Regions from separate parts of the Mus musculus genome. Here region 2 is linked to region 1. Evidence: chromatin contacts called from public HiChIP or PLAC-seq data. All regions are on one chromosome and are shown on one strand. The core of a region is the stretch at or near the end of the contact, and the rest is flanking DNA. Distances in the headings are between cores, read along the strand shown. Region 1 overlaps Lpp (LIM domain containing preferred translocation partner in lipoma). Region 2 overlaps Lpp (LIM domain containing preferred translocation partner in lipoma).

Region 1 (7,756 bases), core at 2,127-4,626:
CGATTAGTGGCAGCACCAGAAGTCCCTCAGGAGGAAGTCTACTCCTTTCACTACCAGAAGGAAACAGCATTTATTTGCTGCCAAGCCCCGAATGTGTGCCTTAGATGAACTGAAATTTATGTCACCAGTGGCTTACTGCACCCCCAAGCATTAGCTGATGCCAGTGTATTTCGTTGGTCTAAGTGTCCCCCAGTGAGCGTCGGGGAACTTTCTGCATTTAGAGAAGGAAATTGAGTTGTGTGTCATTTTCAAGGTAACTGCAGGAACTTCTATATAGAAAGGAAGTATTCAAATTATATACCAATGGAGAGAGACCAAGTGGTCTTTAAAAGAAAATAAAACCTAATAATAAACTGGGTTAATTATAAACCATCCACTGTATAAAAATAATGTTAATGGTTTGATTTTTCTTTCAACTTAAGATTTATTTGAAAATGTCATATTAAAAACTAGGCTGTGCAAAATGAACCTTCTATTTTTATAATACTCCACACAAGTAAGGGATATTTGTTGGTGTGTGTGTTATTTGCTTTTCTATTGTTCTGATAAAACACCATGACCAAAGCAACTTATAAAAGAAAGTGGTTAATTGATCTTATGGATTAATAGAGTCCAGGATGGAATAGCAAAGACAAAGTGTGATGGAACAGTTGAGAGCTCATATCTTGAGCTACAAGAAGGCAAATAAAGCAATGGAGGTATGTTAAAGGGCCTTTTGCAGTCTTGAAAGCCACTCCCAATGAGTGACAGACCTCCTCTAACAAACAAATACCTCAGAAACCTTTGCCAACAGTTCTACCAACTGGAGATCAAGTGTTCAAACATATGAGCCCAGGAAGGCTGTTCTAATGCGTACTACGACAGTATTTTGGGGGAGCTGAGTTAGATAGTGATGCCTTTGACAGTCATTTTTTATCAAGGATATAATTTGTGTATGGACCTGGCTTTTATTCCCTATTGAAGCGTAAGAATTCAGTATTCCTGGCTAGAGGGATCAGAAGGAACGAGACAACAGAAGCCATCTCTCCTAACCATGAGCAGCTTAGCTTGGTCTTAGGAATAGGGCATGAGACGTGAAAAATGGTAAATGTACAGACTCAAAACCTGTGCTATCATCTTCTTGCAAATGAGTTGAACGAATTTGTGCTTGTTATTAAAGAATTAGCCTATAAAGCAAAGCATTGTGTTGTGTCCATAAGACTTTGCCTTCAATGATTTTAGGGCCCCATCTTTCAAAAAAGGAATTTGTTCAACAGTTTGTACAGTTTTTCTACCTCTATTTCCTTTTCTTTTGTCTGAATTATTCTGAGAATCTTTGCTGAACATGCTTGTGGTAAATCTGGGCTGATTTCCACCTTAGAGCAGTTTCAGTATAGCCTGGGCCAGTCACCAGCATGGGATAAACTTAAGGTAGTGAGAAGTCTTGTGCATATTGATATTGGAGTCATGTACATTGCTGATTTAAATGATGCCTGATAGACCCATGGGCAGTACATATGGAGTTCTCTGAGAATAGATAGATGCTCTTGACCCAGGAGAAAAGCCTGGCCAGTAGGGTGAATTTGGTATCTGGGTGAGTTTCCAGCAATACACCAGAAACTCGATTACATAAAAGAACATTATTTTTCTTACCTTTACTTTTATTTAGTTTTGGGGTTTACAAGTTTAGTCTCTGAACACTTCATCTCTTTTTGAAATGTACCATTTTAGAAGAGTATAAAGCTGCTTTTCTGGGCTTATGATGGGTAAAATAACAACCTAGTAATAGTCAAATTGTAACTTCTAGATCTTGTGGACAAATTTCTTTATTTGTTTAGTCTCAATGGGCTAAAATGAATAGAGAAAGTTTATATCCTTTCTCGTTTGAGCTTCTAGAGCCTGCCTGCATTCCTTTGTTTATATCCTCATCCACTGTCTGGAAAGCCTGCAATAAATCAGCTCTTTGACTATGCTTTCTTCCATATGGTTCCATCTGATTATACAGGGAGTATTTCTGCTTTGGGGGCCTTGTGTGATTAGATTAGGTCTACCTGGGTAATTCAGGTCTTTGTCTTCATCTCAGATTGTTTATGGTTAACCACATCTTCAGCGTTTATTCTGGCAAATAAAGAAATTTGTCCACAAGATCTAGAAGTTACAATTTGACTATTACTAGGTTGTTATTTTACCCATCATAAGCCCAGAAAAGCAGCTTTATACTCTTCTAAAATGGTACATTTCAAAAAGAGATGAAGTGTTCAGACAGGAAGTAGGCTTTTTCCTTTAGGTAATACATCCTGAGTTTATGTTGATAGTAACAGGGAATTCATTCATTTAGTGCAGACATATGCAGTCTGTTGTGTAATATCTCATTAAGGTCAGTAGCAGGTCCTTGCTAGCCAACAGTGATTTGTAGCGGTTTCCACGGGAAATGAAGTACAGTGGTTACCTGTTCTTGGAACACATTTCAGTATCTTGTATGTTGTAAATGTTCACATCATTATTTTATTCTTTCTCCTTGCTTTGGTTTTGCCCTGATGGGAATACTACTCAAGGTCTAAAGCCTTTCTGAATTTTGTTGTTGTTGGTTGTTATTAGTATGTTTTATTACTGTAACAAAAGACCTGGAGCTAAAATAAAAATTCTTGGAGGTTGACATTCAAGCAATATGGCTCTGTTAACAGCCAAGTTTTTCTGCCCTTACTTCAAGGCAAATGGCATCATGGGAAGAGTGTCCTCATATGCATATATCAGAAGGCAAGGTTTGCCTCCATGAGCATTCATTTCATAATCTGCTTTTTTCACAAGATCCACCTTCTAAAGATTCCCAGCTCAAGAGTATCACATTTACCAAGCTTCCAGTTTATAGACCATGGTAGTGTTCACTAAGACATAGGCCAATCATATTATCGACCTGTGAAAAGTTGCCCTAGCTTTTTCAAGCCGCTTGTAGCCTGCCCAAGAACAGCACGATTATGTGCCTCAGTTACAGTGCAGCCCACGTTGTGGTGCTTCCTGGAGCTGATGTACAGTGACTGAGCCAGCATAGACCTTCAGATATTCACCCCAGGAGCAGTACCCATTCTCCCTGGAATTGTGAACATATTTAGGAAGTCTAATCATCACCTCTGTTTCCTGGTGCCTTTAATGTAAGAATAGGTGATTAACGTGTATGCTTGTCTAAGACTGACTTGTCATACATATGAGCTGGAGAACAGAAATAGATGGAAAGATTTTTGTGATAGATTATGGAAGAGAAGATGTATTGTTAAGTCAAGTCCAGTTACACTGTTGAGTTGCAGAGCAGATCAGCTAAACAGGATGTTCTCTTGTAACTCTCCTGAGGTGGGCTCAACCTCAAAAGAGAAGGTGTGAGTGTGGTGTGCCCTGCCGGAGCCTCTACCGAGTGAGTCACTTATGTGAAAATGTCTTGACATACATAGAATTGTAGAGCCCACACTGTATCTGATCACAGAAATGTTACTGCATAATAGCAAGCTGGCTTTGATCTCCATGGGATTGCAGGCTGGGGGATGAGGAGGGGTGGCTTTTGAAAGGTCACCTCTACTACTCAGGAGAACACAGAGTATCAATCCCTTATATCTGCGAGCTGGTGTAGCAAGCATTGGAAGTGTGTGCATTAAAGGAAAACTGCCATGTATCTTCATGTGTGAATGGGGTGCTTTTTTTTTTTCTGGAAGAGCTTAGCATCCTGACTACTTTCCCTTCTATGTTGTAGTTGATGATATCTCACACCCACTGGTGTGTGAAGAGGAAGAACCTGCTATGCCTACTTTCTGTGTTAGTGATGTGGCATAATGTTTTCTGGAAATGCCACACAATTTCAAATGTGACTCCTTTCTAAACTTGCGAATAGAGTTGACAACAGTGAAATATGTCCTGTAAACAAACCCCGAGACACTATCTTTTGAATGAGTGGTAGTTGAATTTATACCAAATCCCAGAAGTAGGAAGTCCCACATGTGTGGAGTTCTCTCTGCTGCCCGAGGCCCACAAGGGGCAGTGCCGGGAACAAAGCCTGCATCACCTACTTACTCTCATTCCAGTCCAGCACAGCTGAGTCCAAGTTTTATATTCTATTACTCACAATCCAAATCGATGGTAACATATAATATTTTACCTTTATTGAGTAAAACTGCAACTCTCTTCTAAAGGTGATTGCATTGCTATGTGACTTTTTATGCTATTAAATTCTTCTACTCACATCTTATTTCTGGAATTGCAAGAGAAGTAACCGAAGGACTCATTTATCTCTTTTTATGAGGTACTTAGTGGACATTGTTGAATGTTTTCTGGATGGTGAGGGTACAATCACAAATAAAGTGAAATGTACGTCCTTAAAGGGTTCATTTTCCTGTGGGAGAGGATTCAAAAGCAGACAATTATGTACTAAAGTCTAACTAAGTGGTAGAGAGAAAGTTGAAGGTAAAACATAGAGGGGATGGGATGGTCTGGTCATTGCGTTTTTTTCTGGGGTTTCTGGGGAGACACTTAAGATGAGGTAGCATTGGAGCACAGCTACCTAGGTTGTATTGAAACAAGCTATTAGATGCATGTTAAAGGATGTTCCAGACAGGCACGTTTCAATTTTTTGTTATTTTAGGGGATAGAGGAGAAAAGACGGCACAGATTCTAGCCAGCAATGGCATGGGTCAGATTGGAAAGCAGCCTGGATTGGCTGCTGCACTCTGTGAATCAAGATGCTAGGTATCAGTGAGAAAGAAAGCAGCTCCTGATCATGGCACAGGGCTCTGGACTCTGGGTCTTCCTTAGAGGGAGCTGGGGAACATCTGGAGGCTTTGATGAGAAGTGTTCTAGTCATGGTGGCCTCCTGCTGGAAAACAGACAACAGGCAGTAATGCTTCAAACTACCTAGATGTGAAAGCTGGCAGGACTCTATCAATGAGACAGGTTGTAGACAGGAAGATCCAAAGGTTTGCAAGTCTAGGACTGATGGCCTAATCAACAAGATGGTGGGCAGATGGGATGTGAGTAGTAACCACTTACTGAGGTTCCAGCAGACAGAAAGAGCAGGCATTTGGTTTCCATTTTTAGAGGTGCTTTCATTTTGACATTTATTTTAGACTTTTATTTGTTTGTGGTAGGGTGTTGGATGTGTGTGTTTGTGGCTTGTGTGTGCACATATGCACACAGACACCGTCGTAGCTTATTGGGTATCTCCTCATATCTTTCTCTATGTTGTTTTACTTTGTGCATGTACAGGCTTTGCTTTCTTGCTTGTACTTATGTCTGCACACTATGTGCCTGCCTGGTGCCTACAGAGTTCAGAAGATTGCATTGGATCTTCTGGGACTGAATTCTCAGTTGTGAGCCACTGTGTGGGTACTGGGATTGGAACCTAGGGCCTCTGCAAGAGCAGCACTTAACCATTGAGCTCTACTCTTAACCATTGAGCGTCTTTTCAACCTTTGTCATCATTAGTTTTTGAGACAGGTGTGTCATTTGAACTTGAAGTTCACTTCTTTTGAGTGGTAGGCTCAGAACTCCTGAAATCCAAATGTCTTTGTTTCCAAGTGCTGGGCCTTTGCTGGGGGTCTGAATACAGGTTTCTTGCTTTAAAAGCAAGTTCTTTTATCTAATGAGCCATATTCTTAGCTTTTTCTTTCTTTTTTTTTTATATAATGGGGGAAAGGGAGAAAAGATGATCAAGAATTTGTCTTTGTATATGTTCTGTTTGTCCTGTTAGAATCTCAGTTTCTACTGAATAGGTGTATATTCGAGGCTCAAAGTCAATCTTTCCTCTTGATATCTCATTAGGAGTCAGCAGAATGAACTTCAGAACTTTGCCACTTAAAGACTAAAATCTGAGACAATATTTTAATGCAATGGAGACAACCGAAGAAATGATCTTGGAGGCAAAGAATATGCCTGTGGGAGGAGGCCCCAAGCACAGTGGATTCTAGAAGCTAGGAAGAACATTTCTGAAGACGATCCAGTCACTTGTATTGTATGATCAAAAGCCTAAAGATTGAAATTTGAAGCATACAGTTCAGACCTTTGGTGGAGTTTAAGATGGCATGGGCATTCTCTGTGCTCTTCTTCAATGTTTATTCACTTTTATCATTTTTTGATTTGTATGGATGAGCCTGAGGTGCTAAATGATCATTCAGTGCAGTGGGCCACAGTGTTAGATCCCAGGGCAGGGCCCTGCTTCAACACATGCTGTTGTCTGAACTTCTGTGACCTAATTAACTTTTCTCTGTTTTAAAAAATAGACTACATTCAGTAAATTGCCAGGCTATAGTTATTTTGCCATTTTTACCTCTGGTTTTTGGTTTGCTTGGTTTTGTTTTGTTTGGTTCTTTGAAATTCAAAAAATCATCAGATCCTACTAGAAAAGCCTATACTCAACAAAACTGGAAAATCTGGATTAAATGGACAATTTTCTACTCAGATACCAGGTACCTAAGTTAAATCAGGATCAGATAAACCATCTAAACAGTTCAATAACCCCTAATGAAGTAGCAGCAGTCATTAAAAGTTTCCCAACCCAAAAAAAAAAAAAAAAAAAAAAAAAAAAAAAGACAAACAAACAAACAAAAAACAAAAAAACAAAAAAAACCCAAGAGCAGATGGTTTTAATGGAGAATTCTATAATTCTATCAGACCTTCAAAGAAGACCTAATATCAATTCCCTTCAAAATATTCCACAAAATAAAAATAGAAAGAATACTACCCAATTTGTTCTATGAAGCCACAATTATGCTTATACCTAAACCACACAAAGACCCAACAAAGAAAGAGAACTTCAGACCAATTTCCCTTCTGAATATTGATGCAAAAGTAGTTAATAAGATTTTCACAAATCAAATCCAAGAACACATCAAAACAATCATTCATCATGATCAAGTAGGCTTCATTCCAGGAATGCAGAGATGGTCCAATATATGGAAATCCATCAATGTATCCCACTGTATAAACAAACTCAAAAAAAAAAAAAAAAGCCACATGATCATCTCATTAGATGCCAAGAAAGCATTTGACAAAATCTAACACCTGTTCAGGATGAAAGTCTTGGAAAGATCAGGAATCCAAGGTCCATACCTAAACATATTAAAAGCAATATGGCAACATCAAACTAAATGGAGAGAAACTTGAAGCAATCCCACTAAAATCAGGGACTAGACAAGGCTGCCCATTTTCTCCCTACCTATTCAATATAGTACTTGAAATCCTAGAGCCATTAGACACCAAATGGAAGTCAAAGGGATACAAATAGAAAAGGAAGATGTCAAAATATCACTATTTGCCTTTTCCGGTGATATGATATTATACTTAAGTGATCCCAAAACTTCCAACAGAGGACTCACTCCTAAACCTTATAAACAACTTCAGCAAAGTGGCTGAATATAAAATTAACTCAAATATATCAGTAGCCTTCCTTACTCAAAGGATAAACAGGCTGAGAAAAAAATTAGGGAAACAACACCCTTCACAATAGCCACAAATAATATAAAATACCTTGTTGTCTCAAGTGATAGTTGATTAAAATCCTGTTTACTGAAGATCAAAAGTTGACTGTAAAAGATAACAGGGCTATGAAAATTGTGTTTGAGTATATTCTGTCTACTGTATATATGACCATGTTTATATCAATAGCAGTACTTCTCTTTTGTAACTAAAATGGAAGGAAGATGTAGTTTTGATTTCAAAAGTCTATTAAATAATGATCTCATACTATGGATAGGGCGATAATATAAAGACATGAAACCAAGATAACTAAATTCTACGTCTA
Region 2 (7,756 bases), core at 1,386-3,885, 200 kb before region 1:
CTGACTTGAAATTAAATGCTGTTCCAGTGACTCGTCCGTAATAATTCTTTATGTTTAAACTGCTTCTCATTCAGAATATAAGTAGAACAAAGCTACAGGAGGCAGGAACCACACAGAAAGATCAAGCCTAGGACACTGTGCCCAGCCTGTGCCCACCAGATTGTGTGTATGGCAAAATCTGTGAAATGGGGCCAGCAGTCAGGAAGGGCTCCTTTGTGAGTGTCTCGGGCTTGTTTAGAAATAGCACCTCTCAGTATGTGGGCACATTCGACACGAGAGAAATAAGTATCTAAATGGGTAGTGCCCACATGTCCTCCTCCATGACTGCACCACCTTCCTCTGTGCCACGCCAGTTACAGAAATGCTGCTCTTAGGCTGTTACATGACTAGGATCTGAATTTTGAATTGTTTTTCATTGTTTAATACAACTTTATATAATGTTTTAACTTTAACGGAATGTTAAAGTTCTCTGTAAGTACTAAGCTTAGTATACTTTATTCCTTAAACATAAGATAATAAGTATCCAAATAACAGAGTGTGAAGACTGTTAGAAGTATTATTAAAACATAATTTTGAAAATTTGGAGAGCTCTTGGAATTTTGGTTTATTGTCTTTTAATTTCAAAGGGTAAACAATGTAATTTAAGGCAACCACACTTTAAAATATTAAAATAAAACAGAATAAAACCTAGTAGTGTCCCAGCAAAGATGCATAGACTTGAAAGTGTGAGCTCTAAGGTTGCTTGTATTTGAATGGTGTGCACAGACAGCTTCAGTGGGAATGAATAACAAAGCCTATTTAAGCCTTAATTTAAGTGACTTTAATGAGGGATAGATGTGCCTTGTATGCTTAGTTGTACATATTAAAGGATGTCTGTAAGGACCCAAGATAGTGTTTAGTGCATGACCTGCCCGAAGGCCAGCCTCTGTGGATGGTGGCCTGCTTATTGGGTGGCACGCTCATAGGTGCTGGCTGCAGTACTCCTTGGTGTCCACATTGCCTTGCTTTGTCCTGGCTTTTCTTTCTAATCCAGACCTTGGTACCAGCCTGGTACTGGAGTTGTTGCATGCACAGTGAAGGGCAGCCACTTAGTGGAGGTTTCTGTTTTTGTTTTTGTTTTTTAAGATCTTGTTGATGCAGAGCTATTGAATACCTGGTGGAATCTTACCCCATAGGGTGCAGGGGAAAGTTGATGATGGTGATGGAGAGGTGGGTTCTTTTTCACTATTGGCAGAGGTGAGTGGGCTTGGTCTGGAGTTATAGCAGATGGCGGCTGGTAGGAAGGGTGGGTAGAAGAGAGACCCACGGAGAGTTTGATGTTTGAAGTCTGAGTTTGTGATAGAGCTGAGCCATTGTAGACCTGCAGCATGTTGTAGTATTGTGTAGGGCAAGGAAGGCAGGGCTACTTTCTAGTCAGCCCCACATGCGTGTTTGCATAGCTGTTCCTAAGTGTGTGTGAGTAACGGGGCCAGTGGCTTCAGGGACTTACCCAAGGCCAGAAAGCTAGGAAAAAGCTTTCATTTGACTAAAGAGTTCAGTCTGGTAATGACTATGAGTGACAGAAACGGGCAGCAGGAACAGGGAGGGAGAGGGCCTCTGCCCCATTTCCTGCACCCCAGGCAGCTAGTGAGTAGGAGTTCTAAGTTTCAGTATTTGATAGCATCACCTCCTCTGCTTTCCCAGAAACTATTCCTCGAAGTATGAATTGAGTTGTTCCTCTGTGGGGAGCTGTCTCAGTTCAGAGCTGACTTTCTGCTCTGGTTGTTTACTGCAACAGGGCAACAACTGGTAATTTAGAGGGAGGATAATCAAATGGAAAAAATAAAACCGAGCACACTAAATGAAGCAAAACCCCAGTGCTGTGCAGCCGGGGGCCTGGGTGTGGGTCTCAGGACCTGTGGGAATTGGACAAGTACATTTATTTCCTGTAACTTGGAGGAGAATGGTTTCCATGTGAAAGATTGTTCTGACAGTGTTTTGCACACTTAGTGTGGATCATAGGGTAACGAAATGGAGGAGATCATGGACTTGAATTCTCTTCTCCTATGTGAATTGTAGAAATAAAGAACTGACCAGCACGTGGAAGTTGTGGATATATATCTATAAAATGTGGCAGGGACCTCATAGTCCCCCTTTGTTCAAGATCTGTGTGTATCTGAGCTCCAGCATGTATGCATACATGCCTGGACATACATGGAAGTTGTTTTAGATTGTGGTGGTTGAAGCTACTCACCCAGTGAGCATCTACCCCAGGGGCTCTCCTCTGCCCTTTGCAAAGGCCGGCTGCCAGTATTCTCTGATTATTATTATTATTATTATTACTTAATAAGCTCAGCTGTGCCTGCATGAGGGAGTCAGCTGGAGAGACCCGTGAGCTTTATTGAGCTCTTTTTATTGGTGGAACTTCTCCCATGCTTGCTGCTTGTGGCCACAAGGACTCACTGGTCAGAAGAGGAAGGGGAGAGAGTATCTGGGGCAGAGGACATAGCTTCTTGCTATGAACCTGCTTTTCCTGGGCGTAGATCTTTCACAGAGGAAGACAGAGGTTTCAGGGCTGTTTAGCTCCTGTGTCCTTGAGACTGTTGTGAGAAATCTCTGATTGGTGCTGCTTCAGATGTGAGGCTCTCTTCCCCGCCCCATGTGTGGCTGTGACTTGTGTCTTGGCTATTCAGGTTTGAATGAGTCAACACACTGTGACCCTGTGGTGTGCTTCGCAGCACACTAAAATCAGTCAGAAGGCAAGGCTGCCTGTCCTGACCCTAGTGCCCACTCACTGCGCATGGGTGAGAGCCTCTGGTCACTTCTAGAGTGCGCCTTCTCTATGATGGGGTTGATGTGGAAATCAAGAAGAAACATTTTTGTTTAAAAGTAATATTGGACCCTTTAGATCTCAGGCCATTTGAAATAGGTACCTAGGGGCCATTAAGATGACTCAGCAGTTAAAGATGGAGGATCAAGCCTAGTGACTTGAGTGTGAGCCTTAGAATCCACATGGTAGATGGAGAAAACAAACTCTCAGAAGTTGACTTCTAAGACTTATGCACTGACATACATGTCTTGCTTTTTCACACACAAAATTGGAAGCAAAAAAAAAAAAAAAACAACAAAAAAAAAACAAACTTATATCCTTGGTTCCTCCTTGAATAAATAAATGTGCTGATCCTAAAAAAGAAAATCAGTCTAAACTTGAGGGCAATTGGAAAGTGTGCCTCTTTGTACTTGGTGCTTGCGGTACCTGAATTTAGGCTGGTACCATAATGGGGATATTTGGTTGAAAGAGAACCATGTAAGTTAGAGCTGAAGATATTCAGCTTTCCGCTCTCTTTAATCTACCATGGTTCCTATATTTTCCTTGCCATTGATCCATGACCTTGAGAGCTCCATTTTAAAAACAATCTCTCTCTCTCTCCCCACACGCATGCGCACATACACACACACACACACAAATACACATGTATGCTAGAGCACATATGTGGATGTTGGAGGAGAGAGAGAGAGAGAGAGGGAGAGAGAGAGAGAGAGAGAGAGAGAGAGAGAATATGAGTTTGTTCTGCTGTGTGAGTCTTGGGGATTGAAGCCTGTGGTCAGGTTTGGTGACCAGTGCCTTTACCAGCTGAGCCATATCTTTGGCCCTTGACCCAATTTTTAATGCAACACATGGATATGTGTTTCTCACAGAGACATAGTTACTGGGTGGCAGAAGGTTCCTATTTGACACGTGGAGGTCTAGCAAGGTCACACGTTGGGGAAATAGCAAAGTCAAGACTAGAAGCCAACTCTTTAATACTCTGTTCTCTGCTCTTTCTAACACATCACTCCTTCCTGTCAGGTGGAGAGAGAACCAGATGGTTTGACAAATGGCTCTTGTTGCTGTCAAATCTGCCTCTTTCTGCTCTGACAGACAGTTCTTACCTTCCCTCTGTGGGGAGGGGGGTGTGATAATGGGAAGGGGAGGACGTGGGGGAAGGAAGACAATCCCCATGATGTTTCTGTGGCAAGAAGCAAGACAAAGGTAATGAGGAGTCGTCACCTTGAGTTTCAGCACACAGAGGACTAGGAATGGTGGGCCGTGTTTGGAGACATTGATTTCATATCTATCTATCTTTAAAAATCATGTTTAGGATACCATATCCATAAATACTAATAAGACTGTCTGATTCCAATTTCCAGGTGAGATTAGCATTTTATTGAGTATTTTATCTGTCAGACTCAATACTCAGTGCACCATCCTCCCAGGCTTATTAGCATAATTGCCATGCTTAAGCAACAATAAAAAAATTCAGCAGTAAAATAGCAGTTAGTGCAGGCAATTTGTTATCAAAAGCTTTTACTTAAGGACAGCTCCAGCCTGCAGTTATTAGCAAGTAAGGGTTATAATTTATTTTTATTTGGAAAAACAAAAAGAGGGAAAAAGAGTTTTTCCTTTTTGTTTTAGAAATAATAGAGGAATTGCAAAACATCGGCTCTCTAGAAAATTGTCCACATCCCATCTTGCTTTGCTGAATGCAGGCTGTGCTGGGAATTGACTCCACTTGAGGCATGTTGGCTCAGACAGGAAGTTGCTCTCCCAGGCACTGGGACAAATGAGTGGGAATGTCCCTTTCTGCTCCTACAGACATTTCCAAAAACACTTTCCAATGTGTGTTGCTGTTTGAATTTCACACCAGTTTTGTGAGGGCCTCCATTCTTAGAAATAGAAATGGGGTTGGAATGACTTTGTCCCAGTTGAGCCTTTGAGTGGCATGGCCCCTCAGGAGCTCTTCATCCAGCCTGTAGTCACACCTCTCTATGGTAATCCCTCATGTTTCTGTCCCCAGTTCTCTTGGGTGTTATTTATTATTATCACATACATGGATCAGATGACAGGCAACACACCTAAATGTGTCTTTACACACAGACTTGTGTATATATACACATACATATTTATGCACAAATACATGCATGCACATATATTTTTTTCTACATATATTTTTAATTTAGTTTGCATGGTATGTAATATGCATGTGTGCCTTTGTGTGTGCATACCCTCATTCCTGTGGGTACACATGCAGGCTAGAGGTTCCTGTCAGCATATTTTCTTTCTTCACCTTACTTTTGGAGACAAGCTCTCTTATTTGGGTAGACTGGTTGATAAGTGAGCTGCGGGGATTTGCCTGTGCTGTTCAGTGTATTGGTGTTACAGATAGAGCACCGCCATCACACCACTTGCTTGAGTTACAGGCACTGTAACTCACTGAGCCATCCTTCTGCCCCACTGAAATTGAATTCTTTACTTACTTGTGTTTCCTTAGGTATACTGGTTAGAACCGTTCTTCTACATGCGTTTTTCTTGACTCAAGTGTCTCCCATTCCCTGCCTTTAAAGTCTGTCTCTCGCTCTCTGCATTATCTGTCTCTCTTACTCTCTGACTGACTCAGAAAAGTATCCATGATTGCCACCTGTGAAGGACCTGGCACAGTAGAAATGGTTTTATAAGTAATGGTTCAGTCTCTGCCAGCCAGCCAGATAGGATTTTAAAGGTGGGGATTTAGAAGTCATTTTTCATCTTTATTTCTGGAGAAAGATATCAGAAATAAATAAGAACATTAAATTGAGGCTTTTTACTGTGGTTTAGCCTGAAATTACAGTGATAATTTTCAAATTGAAGATAAAATTTTTGGTGAAAATGGACAATTGAGGCTCGTAAACTTTGAGATAAGTTACTTTAGCATCTTACATTTTTGTTTGCTCAGTAAGTTCCAGGAAAGGCTGAATCCTCACCAACTGGAATGTCTCTAATGTGAAAGGCTGTGTGTAGTCGACTTGGGGTTTATAGGCTAACTCAGATGGGGCATTAGACGGGAGACATGTCTCTACCATCAGAATAGCAATAATAACTTGATAATGTTCTCCTCCTCCAGGACCTACCATATGGTAGGAACTCAGCTAGACTCTTTTCTTATGTCATTTAGTTTCCATAATGTATCCAGTTATGCACTGAGTGAGCACCTATGGTGTACTTACTGTATACCAATCACTTCTGTGCATTGCATGTATCACTTCATTTAAGTGTTGTAACAACCCAGAGCCATGGTTGCTGGTTATCTTCTGAGTGTGTAGATGAGGAAGTGTAGGGAGGAGAGCCTAAGTAATTTGACCTTGACACCTGACTAATAGCCAAGCTCCTAACACACTTGTGATTGGATGACTTAGCAAATGAAGTAAATTAATAAATTAATGGAGAAAGGTGACCCAGAGTACAATAAGATGTCAGGGTTAGTCTAGACACTCAAGAACAAATAATTAAAAAAAAAAAAAAAAAAACCAAAGAATTTGAAACTGGCAGGAAACTTTTTTAATGTTTTAAAACTTCAGTTAAACGGGTTCATGGGGTTTCAGCATCTGCTTTGACTTATCTTAATACCACTGTGGAATTAATTCTCTCTCCCAGTACCATTGTGGGAATAACTTTGAAAAACAAACAAACACTAAATGGCACATGAGAGCAAGCAGAAGCCCATGGTTTGTGGTGGGTGTCCAGCAGCACTTGAGCTGCCTTAGAGGAAGCAGTTTTGTGTTCTGGTAAGGGACAGCCACCAAAGGTGTTTGTCTAAGTTTAGTGCACCTTATAAAATGTGACCTTGGAAAACAACTTCTTTGTGTTCCATTTTCCCCATCAGTGAAATAAGTTCCATTGTGAGGATTAAATGAGTGAAAATAATGTACATAGAATAGTACTTAGGACATAACATCTCTTATGGCGTTAGCTCTTTCTGCTTTCTTGGGCTTCAGTGGAAAAAGGACCCTGTAGATTCATGCCCATTTACTCAAGGACAATGAAAAAGTTTAGCTTTGGAGGTAGAAGTGGCAATTGCACAGCCACTGATGTCCTTGGAAGAGCTTTGGGTTTCTTTGTCTATGACCTCTGATATCTGCAGATAGTGAAGGGAACAGGGACCCTAAGTGACAGTAGAGGAGTGGAATGGAACCCACGTTGTGCCTGATAAACTGTGGTGGAAAGTTGCTTTGTGCCTACCACAGGCCAGTTCACTGGCCAAAAGTGGGCCAAGAGTGGTATTTTTCTGGCTCTTCTTGGCTGGTTCTCTCTTTCCTTGAACTGTACACGCCTGAAGCCTGTCCTAGAGCTGTCTGACATTTCTTTTCTCTAGAAAGCATTGACAAACTTCGAAAGTACCAGGCGGGGGCCGGGTAGAAATGTCTTCAATAGTAATGCACTCTAATTTAGGTCCATCAGGCAGCTTTTCCGAGTGGGCATATTGCAGACAGTTTTCCAGGTGCTCTGCGGACATGGACTCTGTGCTGGTGGCTGCTTTAGGATCCCATGTTTTATGTGCCTCCGTGTTCCAAGCAGCAGCTGGACAGTGTTTCTGTGTGGTGTGTGTATGTGTGTTTTCCTGGAATTGATAGTATGGATTTGGGGGCATTGTCTTACCTACTCAAAATAGAAACACTTGCTCATATCATTAGAACGAAACCTTTATAGGAAAGGACGTTAAGATGAAGCCTTCTGCTGAGTGTGGGGCTTTCTGGTTCTAAAGCACTTGAACACAGATTTTTTTCTGTGTACTTTGTAGTGTCGCTAAGAGGCAGACAAGGCAGCGATTCTCTGGAGTGCCCTTCTATAGTATGTAACTGAGGCTCATGGAGGGAGGCACAGGGGGTTTCCTTGAAGCAATGATGGATGCAATCCCAGAGCATTTGACTCTGGGGTGGGATCCATTTTGCCACCTTGCCTTGAGTTCAGTGGGGTCAATGT

What was found. HiChIP or PLAC-seq counts read pairs in DNA pulled down with a chosen protein or histone mark.
Region 2: a contact with region 1 is called in a BATF HiChIP or PLAC-seq map of CD8 T cells, with 25 read pairs. The contact joins two enhancer-like sites. A contact is called at or near these places in 1 of 15 datasets of contacts at CTCF or cohesin (CD8 T cells), 3 of 484 Hi-C or Micro-C datasets (CD4 T cells, Th1 cells and myocytes) and 2 of 115 datasets of contacts at active chromatin or transcription factors (CD8 T cells and memory CD8 T cells).

What each region holds. Positions count from the first base shown.
Region 1 is chr16:24,701,070-24,708,825 of GRCm38.p6, forward strand. All of the region lies in intron 7 of Lpp (LIM domain containing preferred translocation partner in lipoma), which reads left to right. Among named protein-coding and RNA genes, the nearest start is that of Mir28a, 120 kb to the right of the region's middle. Within about 2 kb of position 3,377, at least 21 of the 459 cell types and tissues checked have an H3K27ac peak or open chromatin away from gene starts, as enhancers often do. A contact at or near this core is called in CD8 T cells, Th1 cells and memory CD8 T cells, where this site is marked.
Region 2 is chr16:24,505,421-24,513,176 of GRCm38.p6, forward strand. All of the region lies in intron 3 of Lpp (LIM domain containing preferred translocation partner in lipoma), which reads left to right. Among named protein-coding and RNA genes, the nearest start is that of Gm24440, 100 kb to the left of the region's middle. Within about 2 kb of position 2,636, at least 56 of the 459 cell types and tissues checked have an H3K27ac peak or open chromatin away from gene starts, as enhancers often do. A contact at or near this core is called in CD8 T cells, Th1 cells and memory CD8 T cells, where this site is marked.